3 separate regions of the Mus musculus genome follow, and all the other regions are linked to region 2. A link is a contact called in public HiChIP or PLAC-seq data. All regions are on one chromosome and are shown on one strand. Each heading gives the region's core, a stretch centred on a gene start, on an enhancer-like site or on the middle of the called end of the contact. The rest is flanking DNA. Distances are from core to core; before and after follow the strand shown.

What was found. HiChIP or PLAC-seq counts read pairs in DNA pulled down with a chosen protein or histone mark.
Region 1: a contact with region 2 is called in an HNF4G HiChIP or PLAC-seq map of pancreatic cancer cells. The contact joins two enhancer-like sites. A contact is called at or near these places in 1 of 39 promoter capture datasets (pre-B cells), 2 of 115 datasets of contacts at active chromatin or transcription factors (embryonic stem cells and pancreatic cancer cells) and 2 of 9 other capture datasets (embryonic stem cells and liver).
Region 3: a contact with region 2 is called in an H3K4me3 HiChIP or PLAC-seq map of bone marrow-derived macrophages, with 3 times the contacts expected there. The contact joins the promoter of Cacnb1 here to the enhancer-like site in region 2. A contact is called at or near these places in 1 of 39 promoter capture datasets (liver), 10 of 115 datasets of contacts at active chromatin or transcription factors (bone marrow-derived macrophages, craniofacial prominence, double positive thymocytes and 6 more) and 2 of 9 other capture datasets (adipose tissue and liver).

The regions. Positions count from the first base shown.
Region 1 is chr11:97,433,595-97,438,200 of GRCm38.p6, forward strand. It overlaps a transcript of Arhgap23 not described here. Among named protein-coding and RNA genes, the nearest start is that of Arhgap23, 14 kb to the right of the region's middle. Within about 2 kb of position 2,412, at least 342 of the 459 cell types and tissues checked have an H3K27ac peak or open chromatin away from gene starts, as enhancers often do. A contact at or near this core is called in pancreatic cancer cells and pre-B cells, where this site is marked.
Region 2 is chr11:97,725,672-97,730,050 of GRCm38.p6, forward strand. Pip4k2b (phosphatidylinositol-5-phosphate 4-kinase, type II, beta) reads right to left here. Exons shown (of 10, transcript NM_054051.1): 3 at 3,883-3,979; 4 at 1,034-1,186. Among named protein-coding and RNA genes, the nearest start is that of Pip4k2b, 17 kb to the right of the region's middle. Within about 2 kb of position 2,785, at least 128 of the 459 cell types and tissues checked have an H3K27ac peak or open chromatin away from gene starts, as enhancers often do. A contact at or near this core is called in bone marrow-derived macrophages, double positive thymocytes, pancreatic cancer cells and 1 more, where this site is marked.
Region 3 is chr11:98,020,740-98,025,013 of GRCm38.p6, forward strand. It overlaps Cacnb1 (calcium channel, voltage-dependent, beta 1 subunit), which reads right to left and starts at 1,888. Exons shown (of 14, transcript NM_001282977.1): 1 at 1,603-1,888. The coding sequence starts at 1,686. It also overlaps a transcript of Rpl19 not described here.

The DNA of each region.
Region 1 (4,606 bases), core at 1,162-3,661, 290 kb before region 2:
TGCACCAGCACTGCCTGGCCTGTCTGTTTTATTTTGTGAGACTAAGTCTTGCTTTGTAGCCTCGATTGGCCTGGAGTTTGCAGTGTACACCAAGATGGCTTTGAACTCAGAGATCTGCTTGCCTTTGCCCCTCAGGTGTCATATGCCACTATGCCTGACCTAGAACACTTTTGTGAATAATACTTACGTGTTTTCTGTGCTTTTGGGTTTGTAATTGTTGGATCATATAGTAATTCTACATTGATATTTTGTTTTGTTTTGTTTGTTTGTTTTCGAGACAGGGTTTCTCTGCATAGCCCCGACTGTCCTGGAACTCACTCTGTAGACCAGGCGGCTTTGAACTCAGAAATTCGCCTGCCTCTGCCTCCCAAGTGCTGGGATTAAAGGCGTGTGCCACCACTGCCTGGCTGATTTTTTTATTAATTATTTTATTCATTTACATTTTAAATGATATCCCCCTTCCCGGTTACCCCTTCACAAAGTCCCCATCCCCCCCCATGAATTTTTGATGCATTTATTTATGTATGAGTACTGTATTTGCATGACAGAAGAAGACATCAGACCGAAGAGGGCATCAGATCCCATTTCGGATGGTTGTGAGCCACCATGTGGTTGCTGGGAATTCAACTCAGGACCTCTGTATAAGCAGCTAGTGTCCTAACCTAGGCCTTGTTATTTTGATACAGGGCCTCTCATTTTTCTAGAGCCCAACAAGTAGGCTAGGGTTGTCTGGTCAGTGAACCACAGCGAACCATTTGTTTTGCCTCCCCAGCACTGGGACAACACCGAGATTACATACACACTGCCACACCTGGACGTTTTTGGGGGGGGGCGGGGGGGGTTTGAGACAGGGTTTCTCTGTGTAGCCCTGGCTGTCCTGGAACTCAGAAATCCGCCTGCCTCTGCCTCCCGAGTGCTGGGATTAAAGGCCTGTGCCACCACGCCCGGCTTTTTTTTTTTTTAACTTTTATTTATTTATTTTTATTAACTTGCTTGGGCTTGAACTTGAGTCCTTATTCTCCCAAGGCCCTTTACTGACTGAACTATTATTCCATCCCAGCAGTTTCTGAAAGCCTGCTCTGGACAAAGGCACTCTAGGGCAAATCCACTTCTGAAAAGCAGTAGCCTTCATCCTTAGGAGCTGTCTGTCCAAAGGGAGAGGCTGCAGTTTCTTTCTCCTGTCACTAGGGACAGATAGATGCAGGCCAGGTATTCCAGAGACCCCAGCCTGCCATGGGGCTACAAGCCCTTACTCACAGGGAGCTGCCAGAAGAGAGGACACCCAGAAGACCGAAGACAGCGCAGGGGTGTCTGGGTGGAGGGATTGTGGTGGGCCCTGACCCACACTGGCTGTGGTTGCCTTGGCAATGGCCTGGGTGTTTACTTTGTGGCTGACTCCGAGCTCCCTCTCTTCAGTAAGTGCTCATTTCCCACAGAGAGCAAAGACTCTGCCTTCAGCCCCGCCCCCTCGGCGTCAGCGACCTCCTGCTGGGCTCTCGCGTGCCAGCCTGGCATACTCCTCCTCTACTGCCACACTTGGGGTCTCATGTTGTCCATTCCCAGAGGGCCTAGAGGCCAGGTCTGTGGGCCTTCTTCCCCCTGTGAGGGAAGGGAGTGTGTCTCAGCCAATAAATGCCTCGGGTCAGCTGTGGGCGGAGCTACGGTGCCTCTGTAGGTCAGCAGTGGGAGGGGCCATGATGGCAAGTTCTGCATGTGCCTTGTCACTGTGTCTTGTGCAAGCCTAGCTGAGTAGCTACGTGGCTGGATATTAAACAGCTTGCATTTTCAAGCTCCTACTGTGTACCCTGGGTCGGTGCTGAGATTTTCATTTTTTGTTTTTGAAACGGTTATGCTATCCTCTAACTGTCCTGCTTCCTCAGTTGAAAGTACAGACAGGTACTATCACACCCTGCTAAGGCTTTCTTTTGTTGATTTAATCCTTCCAACATCCTTTGGGTGAAAGTTTGGACCCACCTTCATTTTGTGTGCTGACTCCTGTCTGCGATTGTTCCTTTCCCTCCTGGACAGATGGTGGTTGGGTGCCAGGCATGGAAAATACTCCCCTGCCCCCTACCTCAGCCTCCCTCTTCCTTGGCTATGACCCACTTTGAGAGGGGCAGGGATCACTGGTGTGTCACTGTGGTCTGAGAAGGAGAGCCCAGGTAGGGAAGACCTTTTGAGTCACCTGGTGCCAGCTGTCTGGAGCAGCCCAGGGTCCCCTGCTTCGCTGCCGATGTGATGCATGTCAGTGGAGGGGGTGGGAGCTTCAGCCTGCCTGGCCTGCTTGTCAACTTGGCCTGTTAGGGCATGTCAGAAGGGGCCTCTGCTCGATCGAAGCTGGGAACTGAGCTGTGAATGGGGCTAAAGGGTGGAGGAGGCCCAGGAGGCACTGCCCTGAAGGGAGGAGACTAGGCCAGGGGGCAGGCATTGTCTGTCACATGCTCCCATGGCTACCTTAGCCCTACCTCTGGATTTGTCACTGTGTGTGAGGTTGTGGGTGGCTACGGGTCTGTGTTTGATGGTGTGAGAGACCAGATGGATAATTCTCGGGGGTGGGGGTGGGGGCTCCTATTGGTCACCTGCGGTTCGGGGACCTAAGGTCTCGGAGGAGGTGCTGAGCAAGCAGAGGAAGGAAGAGCGGGCGGGCCTGACCTTGAGCCCTGTGACTCTGGCTTCCTGAGCTCAGGCTCAGCAGTGTATCTATCAGCTTCCCTCCTTCTGTCCCTGACCCTCGGGCTCTGGGCAGCTCTCCTCCCTGCCCCTGGTTCCTGGTGACTCTGCAGACTTCTTTTCCTCTGCTTTCAACCCTCGTCTCCTGGAGGGCTAGCCTGGGACAGCCCATTACCCATTACTGCTCTTCTTTGAAGTCCAGGCCCCTGACAGCATGTCAGGATTCCCCTTTGGGTGTGAGGACTGCCTGACCCGTGTCAATGAGAGCAGCTGGCTGGGCCAGAGTCTGGAGCTGGGGGACGCTGGAGGCACTCCTGACACAAGGGCCCTGCTGGCAGGGACTGTGCGTGCCTTAGATTTCCAAGGGGTCTCACCCTGGCCCATGGCACCACTCCACATGTGGTAGTTGAATGGATAACCCAGAAGGTAATGTCGAGGGATCTAGGGGGAGGGGGGTCAGGCCCTGGGATGCAGTCCTGGTATCACAGGGGTGAAGCCTTCTCTTTCTCCATCCTTGTCTTTAAGGGGGTTGAGGTAGGAGGGTGGAGGTAGACGTGGCGGTGCATGCTTTTCTTTCCAGCACCCAGGGGGCAGAGGCAGGTGGATCTCTGTGAATCCAAGGCTAGCCTAGTCTACAGAGTTAGTTCAAAGCCTCACCTCCTCAAAAAGGAGAACAGGGGATGGAGAGATGGCTCAGAGTACACAGTGTCTTGCAAGAAGACTTGAGTTTTATTCCCAGAACCCATGTGGGTGGCTTACAGTTGTCTATAACTTCAGCTCCATGGGAGCCGATGCCTTCTTCCGTCTTCCTGTGGGGTCTGTACTCCTGTGCATGTGAACTCACACACGTTAAAAATAATAAAAATAAATCCTTTTTAAAGGTGGGAGCCAGCTGGGCCGTGGTGGCGCACACCTTTAATCCCAGCATGTGGGAGGCAGAGGCAATCGGATTTCTGAGTTCAAGGCCAACCTGGTCTACAGAGTGAGTTCCAGGACAGCCAGGGCTACACAGAGAAACCCTGTCTCGAGAAACAAACAACAACAACAACAACAAAAGTGGGAGCCAGGTATGGTGGTACACATCTGTGACTCCAGACCTTTGAGAAGTGGAGGCAGGAGTTCAAAATCATCCTTAGCCACACAGAGAATTTAAGGCCAACCTTGAAACCATGTCTAAAACACATCCATCCATCCATCCATCCATCCATCCATACATACATACATACATACATACATATATACATACATGTGTGCATACCAACTAAGAACCTTCTCTGGTTGTAAATGCCTGTAAATCTCAACATTCAGGAGGCTAAGGCAGAGGAGTTACTGAGAGTTCAAGGCCAGCCTAGGCTGTAAACAGAGTTCAATGCCACCAGGGCCACATAGTAAGATCCTGCCTCTGCCACCCCCCAGCACCCCAAAAAGGCCATCGTGGATATCCAGTGCTTAGGGAAGGGTCACAAGTAGCAGTCCCTTTTAGAATTCTGAGTGTTCTTTCTTAGGGGTACAGTCCTGAGCTGCTGGGCAGGGACCCTCATAAGTGCCAGCTGTTCACTTAGGGGGCTGGGAGGGGCTGGCCAGCGGGTGATTCCAGCAGTGGGGGAGGAAGCAGCAGGCTGGGTGTGGGGGAGGACACTGTGCAGGAAGGCTTGGAATAGAAATCTCAGCAACGCCTGGTATTTCCCAGGCTTGCCCCTCCCCCTCGGGCTCTGGGGCCCACCCCACATTCCTTTCCCAGAGGAAATGGGAGGGAGCCGGCTCCCCAGACCTAGAAGATCATTTCAAGCTGTGGCCCTGGTTTTGAGGCCCTACTGTGTACAGTGCACAGGCCCTCCCCCGCTTGTCTTCCCTCTCTCTGAGTTTCTGCTGAGGCAGCCTTCTTTGACTCTGCCAGGTTAAAAGACAGAAAGTGAACATTGGAGATTCTGGTCTC
Region 2 (4,379 bases), core at 1,535-4,034:
TTCCACAGCCATGAGGACATGAGGGCGGTCCTAAGAGATGATTTGATCTTCTGATGAACCATGGTATGAGGCCATTATTGGCAAGTGGGAAAGGTAGAAGGTGGAGGCAGCTAGAGGAAGCAGTATCTGGAGCATGTTCCCGGGAGCTGTGTCCTCTAGCCACTTCCTACACATCCTTTCTCTGCTCCTAGCCTGCCTCTCCCTCACTACGCGCTCCCAGCACCGTGACACTCTCCTCAAGTGGGACTGAGATCTTCAAAACCACAAGCCAAAGCAGATCGATCCTTCCCCCCTTTTATTTTTTAATTACACTTGATTGGTTAATTTTACGTGGTACTACATGCTTGTGGAAGTCAAAAGACACCTTGCAGGAACCAGTTCTCTCCTTCAACCCTGTGGACTGAATTCAAGTCATCAGGTATGGTGGGTAGACTGGATGAGAACGGCCTTCGCGGGCTCAGCTGTTTGGACACTTGGTCCTCAGCTGGTAGCATTGAGTGGGTAGCTTTAGGAGATGGGGCCTTGCTGGAAGAAGTATGTCACTGCAGGGGGGCTTTGAGGTTTCAAAGCTACACACCAGTCCCAGTTTGCTCTCTTGGCTTCCTGCTTTCAGTTCAAGATGTAAGCTTTCTTTCGGCCTGCAACTCTACTCCACTATCATGGATGCTAACCCCTTGGAACTGCAAGCCCAAATAAATTCTTCTAAAAGGTGTCTCAGTCATGGTGATTTTCCACAGCACTAGAAAAGTATCTAACAGATCAGCGGCAAACACCCTTGCCCACTGAGATGTCGCATAGGCCCCCAATTTTTTAATTCTCTGAGCTGTTTCTGTCAGGTGTTTTGCCACAGCAATGAGAAAAGGGACCAATGTACAAGGAAATGCCTGCCACTACCAGAGTAGACCTGGCCTCCCCGCCAATCCCTGCTGCTGCAGCTCTCTCTTTCCCTCTCCCAACCCATTCTCCACAGCCCAGGCCTGTGACTCCTCATAGCTGCAGGCATTACACAGCCCGGGCGTGGGCCTCCCCATACCTGGTGGTATTTCTTTAGGATGTTGTGCATCTCGGCCACATCCTCACTTGACACAGTCTTGATGACGAAACGCCGGTCATAGGTGGTGAGGAAGCGAGTGCCACACCTGCCCTGGCTGTCACTGTTGATAGGTGCACTGCGTGTCACTGAATTCTGAGGGGTCCAAACAGAAGCAATTGATTTTGATGAGAAACACAGTTTGTTTGTTTGTTTGTTTGTTTGTTTGTTTGTTTGTTTCCCTTCTCTTTCCCACAGTGCTAAGAGGTGAACTCAGGGCTTTGTGCATGCTGGAGAAGCACCCCCCTGCTGAGCTACCTCTCCATCCCTAAGATCCTGGCTTCAACTCAGAACTTCTACAGACAGACAAACACCGAGGCAGAGGTGCCCAGGGTGGACGTCTCCTAGCCCCTTTTTTCTTAGGGTGTTCATATCCCTGGCTGCAGTGCTTCTCCAGATAACCAGAGCTGCTCCGACCTTTGACCTCAGACGAGGCTCTGTGTTTGATGTGTGACACGTCTGTTCTCACCCCCAGAGCTGCTCTCGAAACTAGAACCGCCTCAGTGTGAGGTGACCGAGTTCTCATCTTGACCCTCACAAGCAATATGGCCTCAAGCGAGCTGCTTAAAGTTTCGACACTCGGGACACAGGGAGACAGACCAAGGGGACCACTGAGTCTCTTGGGTAACAGAACTTAGGAAAGATTCAAAAGGCCCAGCTCAGGGAGCCACGGGCATGGATGCCTCTTTCCTAGGTATTGATCCCATCACTTGAAAGGATGATGTCATCTCTCTTGCCAGTGCCTCCCTTGGGTGGGCCTGCCTCATCTGTGCATGTCGGAAGGCAATGAGAGGGGCCTGTGCTTCCGTCTCTCGTCCTCTGTCCCCCGCTATGCTCAGAGAAGCCCAGAGAGGGTGAGACATGTATATAGACAAGGGCATGTGGACTTCAGGAGGTAAGATGCAGGGGTGATCCTGCTGCCCAGGTTACTAAAATCACACCCGCTGGGACCTGTTCCCAGGGAGGTTCTTTGCCCAACCTTCCCCAATCTCATGAAGTCCTTCTTGGTCACTTAATACAACCTCACAAAACCTTCTGGAGGGGCCGGAGAGATGGCTTAGTGGTTTGAAACATCTATTCCCAGCACATAACAGTAACTCCTACTCCAGGGGAATCCGATAGCTCTGAGTGCCATGGCACTGGCTCACACATACCACACACAGACACACCCGTAATTAAAAATAAAATGACTTAAATATAAAGGCCAGGTTTGATGACACACATCTTGAATCTCAGTACTCAGGAGATAGAGACATGTGGATCTCTGTGAATTCAAGGTTAGCCTGGTCTACATAGCAGGTGCCTGGTTAGTCAGAGCTCCATGATAAACTCAAAAGACAAATGAGCAACAGCAACAACAACAACAATAACAACAACAACCCCATGGGGAACCAGCACTCTCTTCCCAGGGGCAGCAATACCAAGAGGTCGGGAGTGCTGGCATTCAGTAGTAAGGGTGCTAAATTAAAGAAGCCTGTCCTATAAGTCCCCAGCCCAAAAAAGGTGAGTAGGCTGTGTCAACCAGGTGTCCTCTCTCCCTGCCTGGCCCTGTAACAGTAAGCCAGGTGAGGATTGATACACAGCCCTGCCGCCTGCCTTGTGTGCAGCATCTGGGACTCCCGAGCACTTTGAACACATGAGCTAAGCGTCCCCTCCCTGAACAGCAGCCTTGTTGCCCTCATTTCAGCCTTGAGCACGTCATGTGCCCAAAAGGCTATTAGAGGCAGGATGCAGACACGGAGAGGATGTGGTGAGACAGCCCAGGGACAGGGGACAAACCACAGGGGAAGGAACAGAGCCAAGCCACTTGGGGTGGCAGAAATGGCAAGACATTTTCAGAAAAGCAGACTCCATTCAGGTTATGACTGGGTTCAGGGTTTGCTCTCAGCAGAGGAGCTGGAGGCGACCTCAGGACTTCTCAGCCATGGACCTTTCCTCCGGCTTAGGTCCGTCGCAAGCCTGGCGTGTGCTCTCCCCTCCTTCCTCAGGACACTAATAGCTGCCTGTGTGGCCTCCTGAGTGGGGGGAGGGGAAGGGAAGGCTCTCATCTCCAGACCCTGTGAATTCTAGCAGGTTCACAACAGAGCTTTCTGGGGTTTAGGCACTTGTTTTTGATCCCGCTGTGGTATCAGCACAGGTGACTGAAAAAGTCACTGCTTAAGGGCAAAGGAAATCTCCACCTTCACTAGCAGGCTGTGTGCCAGGAAAAGAAGGGGCTCTAAGCGCAAGGTAGAGCCGGTGCAGAGCCATGGCTGCTGAGTCAGACTCTGCTGCCCTGACTGACATTCCCCATAGGCCAGTGGCTTCTAGGACAGGATCATGCTCTGAAGGCAGCAGTCGCCCGTCCCCGGCCCACCACCGGGAAGACAGGGGGCACGCTCAGGAGTGGTGCTCTAACTTGGCAGTAGGATGATGTAGGTTGCTACCCCTGATGCCTTTCTTTGCTAATCTGTCTTACCTGCTTTTAACAGGCCTCCTTGCATGCACGCTCTATCTCAGTCAAACTACCAAGGAAGGGTTCTTCAGCCTAGACTGGGCGTGTCAGACTGACAAAAAGCTGCTCCCACACAGCAATCTCCCGCTGCTCCCCCCTCCCACCCCCCCAAAGCAGGAGCATCCTCTAAGGCTCCTACAGGCTTACCAGTCCTGGTCTGCTGGCACTAGGCGTGAGCTTGGACAGGGAGATGCAGTAGCCCAGGGACAGCTGACACTCTGACCCCTGCCCATCTTGTGGCTTCCTGACCCCCACATCTCTGAATCCCCCTGCTGTGCCAAGACAGCTCCGTACCTACCTGGTAGTCCTGGTCATCGATGCCGAACCTCTCCCTGAGGTTTCGGAACACCATGGGGCAGTACTCCTTGAACTTGAAGCGGCTGGGGAGGTTTTCCCTGGAGGAAGCAGACACAGGCTTTGTGAACCACCCTAACTCAGCCTGAGCAACACCAGAGCCTTCAAAGCGTGGCCTGGAGAAATTCTGGAAGTGAGTCTCAAAATCTGCATTTTATTTTCTTCCTTCCTTCCTTTCTTTCTGTTTGCTTGTTTTTTGTTTTTGTTTTTGTTTTGAGGTCTCACTCTGTAGACCAGGCTGGCCTTGAACTCACCCTCCGCCCACCTCTGCCTCCAGAATGCTGGCGTTAAAAGAATGTACCAGGCTGGAAAGATGGCTCAGCTGTTAAGAGCACTGACTGCTCTTCCAGAGGTTCTGAGTTCAATTCCCAGCAACTACATGGTGGCTCACAACCATCTGTAATGGGATCCAATCCCATCTTCTGGGTTGTCTGAAGACAG
Region 3 (4,274 bases), core at 638-3,137, 290 kb after region 2:
CTTCCTATATGGGAGCTGCTTCTGTGCCCCCCTCATACACACACACACACACACACACACACACACACACACACACACACACTCATATTTCATATTCTTGGCCCTTGCCCAGTACAGGATGGGCAGAATGCCCAAAAGCTCCTGCCCCTAACCTCTATCCCAGACTTTCTTTGACCAAAGAGCCTAGAGGCACCTCAGCGACACTGCAGGCTCTGGCTCCTGAGACCTGGTGACAAGGAAGCTGGTGAGCCAGGCATAGTGACTCACACCTGTGATTCTCTACTCTTTGGAGGTAGAGGCAGGAGGATCATAAGTTCAAGGCCAGCATTGACTATATAAGATTCTATCACACACACACACACACACACACACACACACACACACACACACACACGAATAATAGGACTGAATATTCTATGATCCTCTTTCCTTCTCTAAAACTGAGCATACAGCTAAACTAGTTTTGAGGCTCTCTACAGACCTAAGAGCATTCTACAGTGAACCTCAAGACTCTTTCACAGCACTACCTCACCCCAGCTGGGCAAAGGGAGTGGCCTTCAGAGGGACAGGGGACAGCTGAAAGGAAGGCATCAGTCAGCTGCCTCCCAGACTCCAAGGGGCCTGGGGTGGAGAGACGAAGTATTTTTAGGTCTGACCTGACCCCCCCCCCCATACACACCCATCAACCACATCATGTTGCTTACAGTTGCTCCAGGCTGGCCACAGCAATGCAAGTGTTAATGCTATCCTTGGAGAAGGACAAGTCCTAGAGAAATCCCCTGGCATGGCCACCACATGCCCTGCTGGTCATTCTAGGGGGACCTTGTATGCCCAAGAACGCCCCTACCTAGGAATAACCCAGGCACATAGGAAAAGTGAACGTGCTAGAGGGCAGCGCCCCTCCCCCAGGTAAAACAGCGACCTCCACTCCAAGACAGTGAGTTGGCACCCATCCAACTTTCCAAACTTTGGCGGCTCCCACCCCTTGGGGCAGGGGGTGGGGTAAGCTAATGTGGGTGTTGGGAGTAGGGAAACATCCAAGACAGGGATGGAGACCAGGTGACTAGGGGAGGGCCTCCCTGAGCTGATCTCTTCTCCACCTTCGAAAGCCAATGTCTGAGCCTTCGAAGGCCTGTTGGCAACGCCCTCTGACCATCGTCTAGGCCTTTTCCCAGTATTACCCCCGCCCCACCCACACCCACTAGCGCCCCTAAACGTGCTCTGCGTCGCCCCCCTCGCCCGATTCGCTCTCCAGCCTCCCTCCAACTCCGCTTCTCAAGGCCTGGATTCCCCCCAACCCCCATCAGCATCCCCGCTGTCAGCCTGCTGGAGCCAGTACCCCAGCAGCAGGAACCTGGACGCGGGGGAGACCTGGAGGCGAGGTTGACAGGCATTCCAACCGCCTCCTCTCCGCTCCGCAGCACCGCAACCCGACTCGGACCAATAGTCCATCGATCATTAACCCTCGAGAATGGAGGGTCGCGCAGACACCCCTCTCCCATCCACGCGGGGCATATAACCCTTTCCTTCCCGGGGCTTTCCAAGCCGACCCCAAGATCCGTAGGAGCGGCCCTTTCCCTCGAGCTTGCCACCTCGCCTTACCTGTGGGCTGGGGTCGAAGACCTCCATAGGGATCTCTTGGGAAGGTGGGTAAGGGCCCCGGGACATGCCGCTCTTCTGGACCATGGAGAGGATCCTCCGGTCCGGCCGCCCTCCCAGCCCAGCCGGGCGCTCTCAGCGCATGGGAGAGGCCGTCCGAGCCCAGAGCAGCGCGGCGTCGCGCAGCCAGCACCGGGTGCAGTCTCCCAGCTGGACCTCCGGCTGCACGCTCGCCGCCTTGCTTGCCCTCCCGGCTCGCGCTGTGCTCTCTGCGGCCGCTGCCGCCGTCGCCGCCGCCGCCGCCTCCGCCCCTGAAGGTTCAGCATCTCCCCCCGCCCCTCCCTCGCTCCCGCCCCGCGCCGCGGCCCCGCCCCTCGAGCCCCTCAACCGGCTGCGCGCAGACAATGGCCGAGTGGCGTAGCCCCGCTGGCCTCCAGAACGTGGAGGGGCTCGATCGCTGTCCTCCGATTAGACTGGGATGAGGGCGGCCTGCAGGGGACTAAGGGGAAACCGGCCTTGAGGCTGGGATGGAGGTGGGGGGCGTTTACCAGTGTGTGCCAAGCGTTGATGGGGGGGTGGGGAGGTGGTGAAACGCCGCTCGGTATGACTGGTACCGCCTCCCTTTCTGTCCCAAACTACTCTCTCAGCTGGTCTCCCTGAGCGACTCTAGCTTGGGCCACCGGAACTTCCCGGTCCCTGTGATCCTGGGACCTGCCTTTAACTCCTTTCTCCCCAGTGTCAGGCCCAGGCCGCCATGAAACTAGCTGAGTAGACCTCCCTCTCCAACCGGGCTCTAGGTCTACTGGCCCCAGCCGGGCCTGGATGATGGGGTGAGTGTCCAAAGAAGGCCACCAGGGACATTAGGATTGCTATCCAGGGACCCAGGAATGCTTCGACCTCATCAGTTACTGAGGTCTCATAGGCTCTTCCAAAAGGCCAGGAGTCAGGCTTGGCAAGTCCCTGTTGCTTCTAAGAGAAGGGGAAGAGGAGGAAGTATAAACGGGGGGAGGAGCTATTCAAAATTATACACCATGACTGTTGACCTAGGGTTGTCTCTCTCCTTTATCCTTGACTGAGGAACAAATGTCCCAGAACTGTGGCTCCGGCTCAGCTGGTTATTGGATCCTAAAAGGGTCGACCTCCACCAAGCAGTGGTGGAGCACACATTTAATCCCAACACTATGGAGACAGAGGCAGGTCAGCCTCATTTACATAGTGACCCTCAGGACAACCTGGGCTACATAGAGAAGCCCCGTCTCAAATAAACAAACAAGCATTCTTTGTTTCCTACAGTGTTGCTAATACTATGGTATCTTTGCCCACTGAAATTCTTGGCAAGATGAGAGAACAGTAAGAGGCCCAGAAGCTGGGTCTGATGGTGTACAGCCATGTTGGGGGCTTGAGGCCAGCCTAGATCACATCATGAGTTTGAGGCCAGCCTTAGCTACATAGAGAGACCCTGTCACAAAACATGAATGAACAAGGAGGCTGGAGAAATGGCTCAGTGGTTAAGAGCACTAGCTATTTGCTCTTCCAGAGGTCCTGAGTTCAATTCCCAGCAACCACATGTTGGCTCACAACCGTTTGTAATGGCTTCTGATACCCTCTTCTGATGTGTCTGAAGACATCTACAGTAACTCATATAAATAAAATAAACCTTAAAAAAAAACATGAATGAACAAACAAAAAAAGTCCCACAACAAAAAAATGATGGCTGGGCTTCTGGGGGTGCTTAATGAGCAGCATGGGAGCCATCTGTGGCAAGAGGACCAGTTCTTCCTCCTCCATCCAGCTCAGAGAGCAGAGAGATAAGAAGATGAAGCCGGAGCCAGTCATGGTGGCGCACGCCTTTAATCCCAGCACTCGGGAGGCAGAGGCAGGCAGATTTCTGAGTTCCAGGCTAGCCTGGTCTACAAAGTGAGTTCCAGGACAGCCAGGACTATACAGAGAAACCCTGTCTCGAAAAACAAACAAACAAAAAAGATGAAGTCAGGCAGTGGTGGTGCACGCCTTTAATCCCAGCACTTGGGAGGCAGAGTGAGGACAGCCTGGTCTTCTACAAAGTGAGTTCCAGAACCAGGGCAGTCAGGGCTACACAGAGAAACCTTGTCTCGAAAAACAAGAAGAGGAAGAAGAAGAGGAAGAAGAAGAAGAAGAAGAAGAAGAAGAAGAAGAAGAAGAAGAAGAAGAAGAAGCAGCTTTGCCAACGTCCAGTGCCCTAAAATAAAGACTATTTTCTGCGTTTTGCTTGCCTAGAGCCTGTGTGCTGTTTGGATTCCTCACTGTGGATTCTGAGAAGTGATGTTCATTCTCTGATCACATCATCTGATAAGGACCCTGAGTAGTGAGGAAACCATGAACATTGCCAACACTGGCAGGGTTCCTGTCTGCACACTGAGGACAACAGAGCCTGGCAAGAGGCAGCAGCATGGGCCTCTCTAGCTAGGAATGACAGGAGGGCCTTTAACCTCAACATTCTAGAGGCAGGGGCAGCAGGCCTCTGTGAGTACAAGGTCAGCCTGTTTTACAGAGGACGTGCAGACTGGGTAAGGTCTACAGATCCTCCCACAAAAAGGAGGAGGAAGAAGAAGAGAAGGGAGAAGAAAGAAACCCAGTCTGTTTCATAAGTTGTAAAACAATGTAGATTTTTGTTTGTTTGTTTTATTTGATGATTG